2 separate regions of the Sus scrofa genome follow, and region 1 is linked to region 2. The links are chromatin contacts, called in public Hi-C maps. All regions are on one chromosome and are shown on one strand. The core of a region is the stretch at or near the end of the contact, and the rest is flanking DNA. Distances in the headings are between cores, read along the strand shown.

What was found. Hi-C and Micro-C count contacts between places; a contact is called where the count stands out from the background.
Region 1: a Hi-C map of embryonic fibroblasts shows a contact between it and region 2, with 2.9 times the contacts expected there. The contact joins two enhancer-like sites. A contact is called at or near these places in 2 of 47 Hi-C or Micro-C datasets (embryonic fibroblasts and subcutaneous adipose tissue).

The regions. Positions count from the first base shown.
Region 1 is chr13:197,490,122-197,497,022 of Sscrofa11.1, reverse strand. It overlaps ITSN1 (intersectin-1), which reads right to left. Exons shown (of 42, transcript XM_021070946.1): 42 at 4,486-6,901. Among named protein-coding and RNA genes, the nearest start is that of ATP5O, 26 kb to the left of the region's middle. Within about 2 kb of position 2,937, at least 5 of the 83 cell types and tissues checked have an H3K27ac peak or open chromatin away from gene starts, as enhancers often do. A contact at or near this core is called in embryonic fibroblasts, where this site is marked.
Region 2 is chr13:196,772,258-196,779,690 of Sscrofa11.1, reverse strand. All of the region lies in intron 1 of IFNAR2 (interferon alpha and beta receptor subunit 2), which reads right to left. The region is part of intron 4 of LOC110256370 (40S ribosomal protein S2-like); the gene reads left to right. Among named protein-coding and RNA genes, the nearest start is that of IFNAR2, 9.9 kb to the right of the region's middle. Within about 2 kb of position 2,455, at least 33 of the 83 cell types and tissues checked have an H3K27ac peak or open chromatin away from gene starts, as enhancers often do. A contact at or near this core is called in embryonic fibroblasts, where this site is marked.

The sequences.
Region 1 (6,901 bases), core at 1,688-4,187, 720 kb before region 2:
GGGAGGTCAAGGGGTGGCCTCCCTCCCATGTTCGGAACTCTCTAGAAGGATGGTTGGGTCCACCCCAGAGTCCTGACTGACCCGCCAGAACCCACAGAAGCTTCTGGGCACATCATATGGATCTGATGGGAAACAGGCTCTCAATCCTCCAGTCTTTCCTGAACTTACCACCCTCCTGAATATGTAACCTGTTTAATGAAACACCGGGGTCTCCTTCAAGGTCATGGCTAGAGGATACTTATCATTTTATCACCACACCACCCATTTCATTTAAATGTATCACATTCTATGCCCCCCCAAAATGACTTCTTTGATTTCCTAACATATGCCACTCAGATTTTCTTTTTCATATAAGAAATTTAGTTGGGTCAAACCCAAGTAATCTGATTAAGTATTTTCCTACTCCTGGCATAGGTTTTTAAATTTTCTTTTCTATAGTTTTATGCACTTAAATTAGATTCCTAAAATACTCTCATATACATACAGAAAAATAATCTCTCAATGACGTCACAGTTTACAATAACAAGTTAAATATTTATAACTACAGAATCTGTTAGTTTATGCAACATTTAACATCATAACCTCTTACACACCATATGTACATTGAGTCATGGACATTCCCATAAACATACAGCAGGGATTTCTGGACAAACCATCTACAGAGCATAACTTTTTCACTTTATGTAGTGGAATTCTGCACTATTCTTAGCTGGAAACTGTAGAAAATGCAGAAAACCAGAAGCTGAGAACTGATTATCATACATAGGATGTTTTCGCCGCAGATTCTCATCTGTATACATGTATTTACACATTATGTTGACCGCCTACTTCTGTGAGGATAAGAAAGCTGATTTAGCTAAGGCAATAGGACATGAATGATGTGGCCGCCAACTTCTCCATCCAGGTAGGCTCTGAAGAAGGGGAGCAGAAGGGTACAGACCTTGCTGGGCTTCAGCAGACAAGATTTGAGGTTGGTTTTATGGTTCAAAGACACTTGGGCTCTTGGCAATGTATGTCCTAAATGCATGTGTTAAAATAAGTACTATTACCAAAGATCTTGCTAGAATATCTACTTTCCATATTGTGACTCCTTAGCAGATGATATCTGAAGGGCGTTGATTTGTAAAACGTAAGTCAAAAGATTCATTCAGGAAAACAAACACTGACACAATATTAATTCAACGCCTCTAGAAAATGCTTTCTGAAAGTTCAGTAGTTTGCGTGATTGCCTTACCCGTAGAAACAAGGCTAGGGTTTGCCATCTCAGTCAAAGTGACACTGTCAAATCCACAGGAGATGAATTTGACATTTCTGTTCCACTGCCTGAATGTTTTTACCTCGTAAACTTTATAATCCCAGACTGAATCTAGAAACATAGATGGGATTATTGCTCTGTGTGCATAGACGTGAAATTGACTAGCAAAGACCGAGCAGAATTGCAAAGGTTTGGGAGGGTCCAGCCAAGGTCTAGGAAATGCTACCGAAAGAAAGCAACTGCAAGTGCACGGCAGGAGGGGCAACTCCAAGGTCAGCTGCCCCACCCCACCCCACCCCCGCCACGCCCCACGGCCCGTGGTAGTGGGATCTTTCCTCTCTCCTCACATCCCCCTGCTCCAAAGCCACGGATATCCTACGGGGAGAACCCAGCTGGGAAGCCTCTGCCTCCCAGAAGCAGGAGCCCTCCTGCCACCTGGGCGCCAAGGCAGCGGCAGGGAGGCAGCCGGCGGTCCCCTTTCGAGGGATCGGAGATGGAGAAACGGCGTCCAACCCGGCTCCCGGGGAAGGAGCACTGAGCACCGCTCCACCCGCGCTCCATTACCTAGTAAATTACGGGGAAAAGCCTCCCTGTCCTAGCAGCTCAGAGAAGAAAAGCCCCCAGTGGATGACTAATGACCAAAAGGAAGGGTTTGATTTCAAGTCATTGGGTGAAACGGTCAAGGCCCGCGGGCCCCTCTGCAGCACGCCCTGGCCACGCATCTGTCAACGAGGGGTTTGGGCCCCCTACCCTCTGACGGGTCCAGACCGTTGGCGCTTTAACAAGCACACATTTTGAAAAATTCATCGGCCCACCTCTCTGCACCCTGCCAGGGAGACTTTACAAAGGAAGAAGCAAAAGATGAAGCCCCATCTGCCTAGAACACCAACTAAAAACACAATGTGACCAAGGCGGGGTTCACGGGCATCTGACCTGCGCAGTCACACGCGGGACCCAGTGCTTACGAGGGCCGGTTCCTGGTCTAATCCTCTGCCGTCATCACCTCGAAAGTCTTCATAATTTTGAACACGGGACTCACATTTTCACTTTGCACTCAGCCCGCAAATTATGTAGCGTGTCATGAGTGTGAACTCCGGGAGGGTCAGATCTATCTGCTTTCATGGTCAATCCAAATATCCACTCACGGCCACCACCCCCCCACCCCCGCCCACACACACACCCCATGCAATGATCTGCATCCCCCGAACAGTTCCTTTACATCTGAAATTCCACAGGTGACAGTCTCCAGGTAGACTCTCTTATCCAAACCAAGCAGAGGGGACCTGACTTCTAGAACCCTTGTTGGGGAGGGGGCGCCTCCTCCAGTGAACTCACCCTGGGTGGGCCCAGCAGTAGCAGGACACCTCCACCTCACGGCGGAGGCCCCCAAATCTCTGGGGCCTTCACCAAAGCAGATGCAGAAAAGACAGGAAGGCTAAGGACCACTGGGGGCTCCAAGCTCAGCAGCAGAGAAAGGCAAAGTGTCACCATGTATCCCAGGAGAGGTGTGTTCGAGTTCCGCGTCCATCGCTAACTTTCTTTCCCCTCCTGCCTTCTTTCTCAGATTCCCCAAGTCCTTGATTTACACAAGAGCAATGCCCCAGAGCTGCAGTAGGTGGAGCCAGCGCCCTGGGATCGGCCCTTGGAACCGGCAAGTTTCCAGCAGGGACATCGCCCCCTAGCGGTGAGCGTGGGTAGAACGGCAGCTCCCCGCTCTTAACCAGGCACTGCAAAGCCGCCACCCCCTTTCTCTGATTCCTGCATCACCCTCTTGGCCCCAGGCCCCCATTCTGTTTAGAGAAGCAGGAGGAAATAAGGGGTTTGAGTAGGAGAGGAAAAATGCAAAGGAAGAAAGTTTTAGAAACACAACCTCACAGGCATGTTATTCTTTTAAATGAAAAAAAGTACAAACCAGAGTTTCTGGAAGAAAAATATGCATTCTTTCCACTGCATAAAAAGAAACCCTGGTTACTGGGTAATTCTCAGCAGATATCTGAGAAACACTCATTTATTTTTCTCAAGGCTGACCACATAAGCCCACTTCTGAGCAGGTTTATTTGGTGGGCTTTGAATCCTAAAATATTCACCCTCCTCAGATGATTTTAACAAGATAGGCTGGTATAGAAAGTAGAACAAAATCCTATTAAAAACAACTCACAAAACACCCTGACATCCAGGAGGGGCAGCTTTACCCTGAAATATGACAACCACACATAGTGTTGAAAAAAAAAATGTACTATGTGGGTGTTATCTGGTTCCCAAAGTTCAGATGAAAGAAGGTTCCTTTTAGTGGACGAAGTGATTGAATCTGCATGTCACTGAAATAATTATTTGGAAGTGGAGATGAATTTTTACAAGCATTGGGTGCTGTTCAAATGCCTTAAAGTTAGATCTACAATTAGGCTGTGAAAGCCACAAAGGCAGGCCCCCTCCTTACCACGTGGGAGGGTGGTCTGGCCCAGGATAGGGACTCCCTGAATGAACTTGACTGAGAGCTCACAACCCAGAGATAAGACTTTGCAACTGTTGGCCTCTGGGTTTTAATGCTCCCCAGGTAAAGAGCTGTTAGAGGTTTTCTCGCCTTCATCTGGAATGCGTTTTCCATGTTTCTCAGGAATAGATTTTGGCTGCGAAAGAGAGCAGGTTACATAGCTTAGCTGAGCCTGATGACCTACAAACATATCCTGCATCTAACAATAAGCAGGGTGAGGAGACAGGAGATCTAGAATGTTCCTTTCCTCTAGCTCAAATAAACGGCTGCTTTCCAAGTGCGGTAAATATCCACACTGTACTGACACCATACAAAGTGGCCCCTATAAAACATGGCTCGGGGCACTGCAGGGTGAGTCTTGGCAGCTGACCTGTGCCATTCCCGGCATCCTGGAGAAGCCCCGGAGGGCACTGCCGCACCCCTCGGTACAGAGAGAAGGGAGTATTTGTTTACCAAATACCTCTTAGGGGAATTCCTGTTGTGGCTCATCAGGTTAGGAATCCAGCTAGTATCCATGAGGATGTGGGTTTGATCCCTGGCCTCGCTCAATGGGTTAAGGATCCAGCATTACGGTGAGCTATGGTGCAGGTCGTAGATGTGGCTCGGATCCTGTGTTGCTGTGGCTGTGACGGCTACAGCTCCCGTTTGACCCCTAGCCAGGGAACTTCCATATGCTGCAGGTGCAGCACACACACACCCCCAAAAAAAGGGAGGGGCAAAGAAAAAAAAAAAAAAAACCTCTTAAGATAGCTCAGACCACAGCATCTGAGGGCTTCAGCACATCACCAGTTTCTGCTACCAGTTCTGCTTCTGCCTGAATTAAAGTCCTAATGCTAAAAGCCAAGGAAGGAGAGCCAGCCTTGTCTGTTTTCATCGCCTCACTTTCCAGCCTAGAAGGTTCTAAATTTATAAGGCAAGTGCATCTGGAGTAGGCAGACCCAACGTTAACCTCACATGACCCTCGAGTCTGAAATGCCACCGTCAAGCAGGCACGTGTCCCTGTCACAGTGCCCATGTCTGCTGTGAAGCTCATCTCCAGCCCCAAAGAGAAGGGAGAATACAATGAACTGAAATAAAATGAAAACCTACTTGCTGTTCCCCACGGAAATTCTTAAAATCCTTACAGACACAAAACAAATATTCTTCTTGTGAATCAGAAAAGCCCAACCAACTAGGGGGAAAAAAACGGAGGAGAGATAGAGAAGTCTTTTTCTGCTCATACTGAGCACTGGCAAACTGTCAACTAGATTCCAAAGCCTCCTTTCAAATAAAACCGGAAGCACTTCATTCATGCCTCTTTGCTCTCCAGCCCCTTTGGATCCGAGAATGTCCCTGCTCGGTCAGTGGCTTTATGCTTGCACCAGGCAACCCCTAGAGAGACAGAAGTTTGGGGCACCGGGTCAAAAAGACAATGCAAATGGCCAATTTGTCCATTTTCTGATGGGATTTTTTTTTTTTCCTCAACTAAATTCAGTGCTACTCAACCAGGTAAGACCAGGTACTTTCATAGACTTAGGTCATGCTTAAGTTGTTCAAAGAGCAAAGAAGAAAAAAATGCCCCCTTGAACACAAATGTCCTATGGGAGCACTGCTTTCTCCTCTGCCATCAGAGATCAAGGGGGACTACATGAAGTCAACCTGGGAAGCCTGGCCCCAGTCTCTCAAGCAACCCTGGAGAGCCCAGCCCAGAAAGGTCTCTCTCCCTGCGTCAGGCCAGCCCTGGATCTGAATGAGCCACAGCCTCAGGCTCTCATGGTCACAGGCAACCTGGATCCAGATGATGCTGCCCACCTGCCTGCCAGAGAGACCCTGCCCCGGGGGCACCAGAATATGGATGGTTCCTTCAGGAGAGCTGGTCTGCAAAAAAGTCCTCCTATCCTCAGGGCCCAGCCCTGGAGCAGAAAGGCCCCCTTGCTGGACATCGAGGAGATCAGTGTGGCTCAGGGAAGGGGGAGGCTTGCAGGGGTGTCTAGAAGTCTGGACTCAGAGTATTAGGAGGCAGGGGCCTGCAGAGAGCCTGTGTTGAGAAAGCAAAAAGCCAGGAGACAGATGGTCCTGGCCAGGGACATTTCACCTCTATGAAAGAGCGCCGAGGCAGCCCAAAAGGTAGTGGTGAAGGACTAGAGGTCGAAGAAGGAGAATCCGTGCAGCCCCCACATGCCTGCATCTCCCGCACGACTCCTGAGTCGCAGCGGGATCTGCGGACCAGCCTCACTCCTCCGTAAGTACAAGAGGCCACGTGGCAAATGACCCCAGTGAGGACACAGACACTAATCCAGAATCGCTACCCGGGAGGAGCCTCCAAGGGATGTCCAGCAGAGTCACTTGGGAAAACAGACTCACACGACATCACGCGACATCAGCTCTGATAAGGGGACTCTGCGGGTGGGTGATCCCGTGGACCCCAAAAGACAAGATGTTTGTCACTGAGCCCATTGCTTCCTCCCTCCACGCACAGTGATGCCCTCCAGTCACACGCAAAGAAAGTCAACGCAGAAGAGGGGGAACAGAAAGGACGGGATGGGCTTGGTGACCCAGGACGACCTCATTTTCACCTTCGTTTTCTACCATAGTGGCAGGTCCTTCATAAACACACTGAAGACGCTGTGCTGGGTATAGAAAGAGGGAAGCATGGCTTGTCGGTCCCTTCATAGATTTCATGTAAAATGGTTTCCGAACATCAAAAAACAAACCTAACGTCTCGGAACCATGTTTTCTGCTGGGAGGTGGTAAACAAACGCATGCTTGAAGTTGACCTTGGTGTCTGATATCTCCAGATGAGAGGTTCTCACCAAAGGGGTTGTCCGCTTGTTTCCAAAAATACTTCTGTCCATTGTTCTTGATACAAAAGTCGACGCTATCTTTAATAAATAAATAATAAAGTGTTTCTTAGAAGTGTGAAATGTAAACTTGGTCGCCCTTTCTGACGCACACTCTTTAAAAAAAATTGCTTGAACGATGCCAGGGCTTTCACGGGAAAGAAGGACGTGACATATTCAGTTCCCAGCAAAGTGAGTTGTTCACTCCGCTGCTAAGTGGACGCTACCTTTATAAAGCGCTTCTATAACCCTAAGGAAAGGCTACAACCAAAGAGAATACCACCTCGCACAGGAAAGCTAGATTTCAGGATCAGAGAACATGCAAAGAACATTTCA
Region 2 (7,433 bases), core at 1,206-3,705:
ACCTGGTTTTTGTTAACACAGTCCTATATATCCTGGTTCCTCCCTTACCTCTTTGGAGTGGGGTCTCAGTGAGCTGAGAGTCCTGTCTTTGGGCTTGAAGTCCTCAGACAGCCCACTGAATAAAACATAGCTTCCGCTCTTATGTTGCGTATTTTTTTTTTCAGTCAACAGTGTGAAACATGTGGGTTTGGGAGAGGACAGTTCTTTGGTGATGTTGTCCTGTGGCCTCTCTGGCCCCCACCCACTCAATGCAGGTAGTACAGCCTCCACTGATCACTGTGACAACCCCAAACTGTCCTCATGTGTCCCCTGGTGCCACCTCCCCTCGAAGGCTTGGAGCTGAGAGAGTATGGAATAAATAGAGGACAGGGCCTGAGCACTGAGGTTTAAAGGAGGCCACAGAGCTGGCAAAGGAAACTGAAAAGTATCCAGAGAAGCAGGAGACTTCCTGGAAATGTGTGGTGTCAAGTGGGAGCTGAGAGAAGAGGGTATTTTTAGAAGAGGTGAGTCAATTGTATTGGATGCTGCTGAGAAGCCAAGCAAAGAACTGAAATGTGTTCGTTGCATTTGAGAGCCTGGAGATTGATGGGGGTCTGACTACTGCTGTGTCCATGGACTGTGGGTGAGGGGTGTAAGCCAGAGGGAGGTGAGTTGAGAAATGTGAGATGCAATGAGGTACCACCTCACACCGGTGAGACTGGCCATCATTAATAAGTCTACAAATAACAAATGCTGGAGGGGGTGTGGAGAAAAGGGAACCCTCCTTCACTGTTGGTGGGAATGTAAATTGGTACAGCCACTATGGAAAACAGCATGGAGGTACCTCAGAAAACTAAACATAGAACTACCTACTATATGACCCAGCAATCCCACTCCTGGGCATATATCCAGACAAACCTTTCGTTGAAAAAGATACATGCACCCGTATTCCTCATAATAGCCAAGACATGGAAATATCCATAGATAGATGAATGGATTAAGAAGATGTATACACACACAGTGGGATACTACTCAGCCATAAAAAGAACAAAGTGATGCCATTCGCAGCAACACGGATGGAACTAGATATTCTCATACTAACTGAAGTGAGTCAGAAAGAGAAAGACAAATACTACATGACATCACCTACATGTGGAATCTAATATGTGGTGCAAATGAACCAATCTACAGAAAATAAACTCACGGACTTGGAGATGAGACTTGTGGTTGCCAAAGGGGAGGGGGAGGGAGTGGGATGGACTGGGAGTTGGGGATTAGTAGATGCAAACTATTGCATTTGGAGTGGATAAGCAATGAGATCCTGCTCTATAGCACACGGAACTATATATCCAATCACTTATGATGGAACAGGGTAGAGGATAAGGTGAGGGAAAGAATACACATACGTATAACTAGGTCACTTCGCTGTGTAGCAGGAATTGGCAAAACATTGTAAATCAGCTACAATGAAGAAATGGAAAAAAAAAGAGAAACGGGGGATGCAGACAGCAAGAAGGGGGTCCGTGTGTCCACGTAACGTGTGTGTATACATATATATTCATGTATTTGGCGACACAGCCAGATTTTCCTAGGACAGCAGCGTTTTTACATTTTTAATTACTTCTCCCAAAGGCAGTTCATTAAAAATACACTTAAGAAGACTTAACTTTATAAAAATCAGAAATTGAAAAAATGATCAAATTGACTCCTCATCAGAGATTTTTGTTGAGAAAATATTTTTCTTTTTTCTTTCCTCTCTCTCTCTCTCTTTTTTTTTTACTATTTTAAAAATTGAAGTGTAATTAATTTACAATGTTGTATTAGTTTCAAGTCTTTTTTTCTTGTTTTTGGAGGAAGCAAAGGCAACTAATGCTGCCTATCCAGGAATGTTGCCATTACTCAGAAAACTCCCAGGCTGAAAAAAAAAAAAGAAAGAAAACAAGGAGTTCCCGTCATGGCTCAGCAGAAATGAATCTGGCTAGCATCCATGAGGACACAGGTTTGATCCCTGGTCTCACTCGGTGGGTTAAGGAACCGGCTTTGCCATGAGCTGCAGTGCAGGTCGCAGGTGCAGCTCAGATATGCTGTGGCTGTGGCTGTGGCTGTGGTATAGGCAGGTGTCTCTAGCTCCGATTCAACCCCTGGCCTGGGAACCTTAGGGTGCAGCCCTAAAAGGCCAAAAAAAAAAAAAAAAGAAAGAAAAGAAGAAAGAAAATTCCTAATGCTGCCTAAGGACTGAGTTGCAGCTTTGAGGGAAATTCCAGAAGCAATTTTCCACACGCATTGGCCAGCCTCTCACAGGCAGCTCAAAAAAAAAAAAAAAAAAAAAAAAAAAAAGAAAAGAAAAAGAGCCAAGACTGATCTTGGCCTGCAGTCTCTCGAATCGATTCTTAGGCGGGTGAGTCATCCCATTACTATAAGCCTGGTTCTACTCAGGCCAGTTGGAAACAGGCGGAAAGGTCCGCTGGATAAATATTCACTAAGCAAATAAAAATGACAGAGGGAACACGCTACCCTGTTCTCCCTGAGTCATTATCTGGCAGATTCAGCTACGGGCTGTGGGTAACATTCTCTTTTCTGGTCGGGCTGTAGTTTCCGGTGTTGCTCAATTCTGTGCATTTATGTCTGAAGCACAAGACACGATTGAGTCTCTCTGTCTTGTATGTATAGTTTCACTTGTTGAATAGCTGGTTTGAAGAACATTTATGACATAGTACACACCCCAAACTAGTCAGTACTGATCCTTACAATGCATACACTCTATTCCATTCCATTCCATTCCATTCCATTCCATTCCATTCCATTCCTGCTTTTTCTTTACTGCTGTCTGAGATTCACTAAAGTGATTTCATGACCCAGTAATATGTCCGGTGCTGCAGGATGGAAAACACTGATTTGAGCAAGACAAAGGAAACTCCCAGGCTGCTGCGAGTGTGTGGGGGTGATTAAAAACATCAACTGGTGGAGTTCCCGTTGTGGCTCAGCAGTTAAACGAATCCATCTAGTATCCATGAGGATGTGGGTTCGATCCCTGGGCTTGCTCAGTGGGTTGGAGATCTGGCATTGCTATGAGCTGGTAGCTGTGGCTCCCATTCAACCCCTAGCCTGGGAACCTCTATATGCCACGGGTGAGGCCCTAGAAAGCAATAATAATAATAATAATGATAATAATAATAATAATAATAATAATAAATAAAACCACAAACTGGTGAGGTGACTTTTAGGTTCATATTAATCTTGCAAACCCAGTGACAGACCTTCCCCACCGGCCATCCTGGCAGGCTAGGGCTCTGCTCCTCCCCATGTTTGGCTGGGGCAGCCACCCTGGCGAGGTGGCCCTGTGCCACAGCTTCGTCCCAGGCTGGGGCCCCATCTTTGCTGGTGGGTCAGTGCCGAGAGCAGCTCAAAGCCCATCTCACAGGGGCCCCTGGGTTTCTTCTGCCTCCCTCCAAGTTCGTTTATCCAAACTCTAGTTCAGGACCGATTAGTGGGTCAGGAAATCACTTTAGTGAGTCTCAGGCAGCATTTGGAAATAAAAGAGAAAGAAACGGAATGAAATAGAAGAGAAAAGAGCAGAGCACATGGTACAGTAAGGCCAGTACTGGCCTGTTTCAAGTGTGCTGTATATGGTGTGTGCACAGTGACAGATGTTGCGTGATGTGTGTGTGTGTGTGTCTATGTGGTAAATGGTATGTGTGTGTGTTTTGTGTGTGGCATGGTGTGTGTGTGTGTGGTGTGTGGTGTATGAGTGTGTGGTGTGATGTGGATGCAGGTATGTGTGGTGAATAGGGTGTGCGTGTGGTGTCTGGGTGGTGTGTGTGTTACGTGTGGCATGCTGTATGGGTGTGTGTGTCTGTGTGTGTGTGGCGTGTTTGATGGGGGTGTATGTATGGTGAATAGTGTGTGTGTGGGGGGGTGTGTCTTACGTGTAGGCACGGTGTGTGTGTGTCGGGGGGTGTATGTGATGTGGGTGTGTTGGGATGTAGTCAGAAGTGGCTTTACCCCCGGGCTGTTGGGAAAATGATCCTGATTTGAGGGACCGGGAAATCACTCTGGCTGATGCATGGGTTGGCCTGAATTTACATGAACCAGATCAGCCTGACTCATGGCCTGTCACACACACACAGCACATCTCCAACCACTAGGATAAAGAGTGTTTACTTTGAAGATGAGGGTGCGTCCCTCCTCTCCTACGTGTCCGTGTTAACACTCCCTTAAAGATAAGATTCCCTTTCCAGATACTTGGGTCCAGCCGGCTCGCTCTGTTTATACGAATCTGTCTCTCTTGAAATCTTGAAGGACTGCTCCCTGTCAGGGTAGATGTATGTTCTTTGTTCTGATAAGATATGACCATGCTGGGAGTTCTCATTGTGGCGCAGTGGTTAACGAATCCAACTAGGAACCATGAGGTTGCAGGTTTGATCCCTGGCCTTGCTCTGTGGGTTAAGGATCCGGTGTTGCCCTGAGCTGTGGTGTAAGTTGCAGACACGGCTCGGATCCCACGTTGCTGTGGCTGTGGTGTAGGCCGGTGGCTACAGCTCCGATTAGATCCCTAGCCTGGGGACCTCCATGTGCCGCAGGTGCGGCCCTAGAAAAAGGCAAAAAAACAAAAAAAAAAAAAAAAAAAAAAAAAGATATGACCAGGCTGACAACCATGCTTCTATGGAGCAATTTCTCAGAGCTACCAAGAAGCTGTCTGATTGATTCCTGATTCACTTAATTATTGATTATTTGTGTGGACAAGGCTAATGAACTTGAACTTCAGGGATCCTGGCCCCTGGCACAAGCCTTCTCCCTCTTTTGGTATTTGTAATGCTACACTGTATTATTTTTCATAAAGATAGAAAAAGTGTCATTCCCCATTAACCGTGGACCTGTTTCTGGTTGTGCTGTCACTGCTTCACTTCCTGTGGGTCACTGTGAGACCCAAAACCACAAAATCCCACGCTTTCTCTCCCTTTCCACTTGGCGGCCTGCACCATCTTGCAAAAGAGCAAATTCTCTCCCTTGCTTGAGCCTCCTGGGAATAAAATGCAGACTCTCAGCTGGGCCCTCAGCCGCCTGTTCTGGGTCCTGCTTCCTGCTCTTATCTTATTTGGACCGAATCCCCATTCTCTGCCCCTGCTGTAGTCCACGTTAGTATCCCGTCCTTCAGCTTTGAGTTTGCCCTCCTCTTGGAGGGAGTTTGCACGCAAGTGCCATTCCCTGACCCTGGAAGAATCTACAACATTCTCTTGTGGCCGCTCTTCCTTTCCTTCCTGATCTCAGCTGAGTCGTCTCTTTCTCTAGGAAGCCTTCCTTCCCCAAGTGTTGAATGAAAAGTCAACACTGTCATATCAGTCAATAAAGGACGTGGCAGCTATCAAGACACTGCAGTCAACCATTTGATCCAGCAATCCCACTCCTGGGCATCTCTCCAGAGGAAACCATGGCTCAAAAAGATAACACATACTCCAATGTCCACTGCAGCACTATATACAATAGCCAAGACTTGGAAGCAACCTAAATGTCCATCAACAGAGGAGTGGATAAAGAAGATGTGGTACATATACACAATGGAATATTACTCAGCCATGAAGAGGAAAGAAATAACAGCATTTGCAGCAACATGGATGGACCTAGAAATTATCACGCTAAGTGAAGTCAGTCACACAGTGAGACACCAATGTCACATGCTATCACTTATATGACTTATATGTGGAATCTAAAAAAAGGACACAATTGAACTTCTTTGCAGAACAGATACTGACTCACAGACTTTGAAAAACATATGGCTTCCAAAGGAGACACGTTGGGGGCTGGGGGCTTGGGATGGAAATGCTATAAAATTGGGTTGTGATGATTGTTGTACAACTATACATGTAATAAAATTCACTGAGTTCAACAATTTTTTTTCTCCCCCCCCCTCAAAGACACTACAGTCACCCCGGATGGTGAACCCTGAGGAGACTCAGGTTGGGAAAGAACATGTATTGGCCCTAGGTGGCTAAGGTGCATGTCCAAGGAATGACTTCAGGGAGCCCAGACTCTTGCATCTTCTCATACATGGAAAAGTGCTAAGTTCATTAACCTGAGATCACTGGTTTTCTTTCTTTTTTCTTCCTTCCTCCCCTCTTTTCTTTTCTTCTTTTTTTCCTTCCTTCCATTCGTTCTTTCTTTCTTTCTCCCTCTCTCGCTTTCTTTTCCTTTTCACAGCCACGCCTGCAGCATACGGCAGTTTCCACGCTAGGGGATCCAATCAGAGCTGCAGCTGCCCGCCTACGTCACAGCCACAGCAACGCCAGATCCAAGCTGTGTCAGCCCACACTGCAGCTTGTGGCAACCTCGGGTCCTTAACCCACTGAGCAAGGCCAGGGATCAAACCCACATTCCTCGAGGATGCTAGTCGGGTTCTTAACCTGATGAGCCACAACAGGTACTCCCTCTGATCTTCTTTATTTAACAATATCCATCTTTCCACCTTCCGACTACCTGATCTTTGCTGCAGGACCCCCGACAGATCCCCACTCCCCCCTGCCTCTTTGGAGGGTCCCTCAGTGTTATTCTCAGAGGCTGCCTCCTGAGCTTGAAGTCCTTAGAAAGTCTGCCCAAGCAAACATGTTTTCCACTTTAGGTTGTGTATATCTAGTTTTTCAGTGGCCATGATCCTCCCATGAAGTCCAGCGCATCCAGCACTTTCCACTATCACAGGGCGCTGTCACCGTGTGGAGGCTTGACGTGTCCCTATGTCCCTGTGTTGTGTGGCTGCCACACTCTTACTCCATGCCTGGCGCTGCTGCCCGTACAAAGTCAACCCCTTCCCCTTCCCCCTCCTCACTAAGAGTCAGGAGGTGTTGGGGAGGGGGAGATACACACTACCGCGTATAGGATAGGGTTCAAGATATATCCTACAACACAGGGAATACAGCCAATACTTTGTCATAATTGTAGATGAAAAGCAACAAAATTATAATAAAATCATAATTTTAAAATTATGTGAGAATTAAATAATTTTAAACTTCTAAGAAATTGTAAAATATTATTTAAAAATATATAAAGTTATTGAAAATTATATATAAATTATTTAAAATTATATTAAAATATGTATTAAATTATATAAACTATAATTACATTTAAAACATAATTTAAAAAAGAAAGTCAGAAGCTGTTATCACCTTCCCCAGTTTACAGATGAGAAAACAAAGGCCCAGAGAGGTTAAGGCATTGGCTCAAAGTCACACAGTAAGCGGTTAAGCCAGGCTTCTGGCCTCAGGGTTGGGGCCAGATGGAGAGGACATTTGATGAGAACTGGTTACATGGATTGTTAAGAGAACAGAACCTTTAACAGCTCTGTGTTACCTAAGCTGTCTTGAAGAAGAAAGTTCAAGTGAGTCCTGAGGTGAGTTGGAAATGACGGGTGTCCTGGGGGGTTGAGGAGAGCTGGGTTTCCCTGCCAACGCCCACCTTAGAGGGTG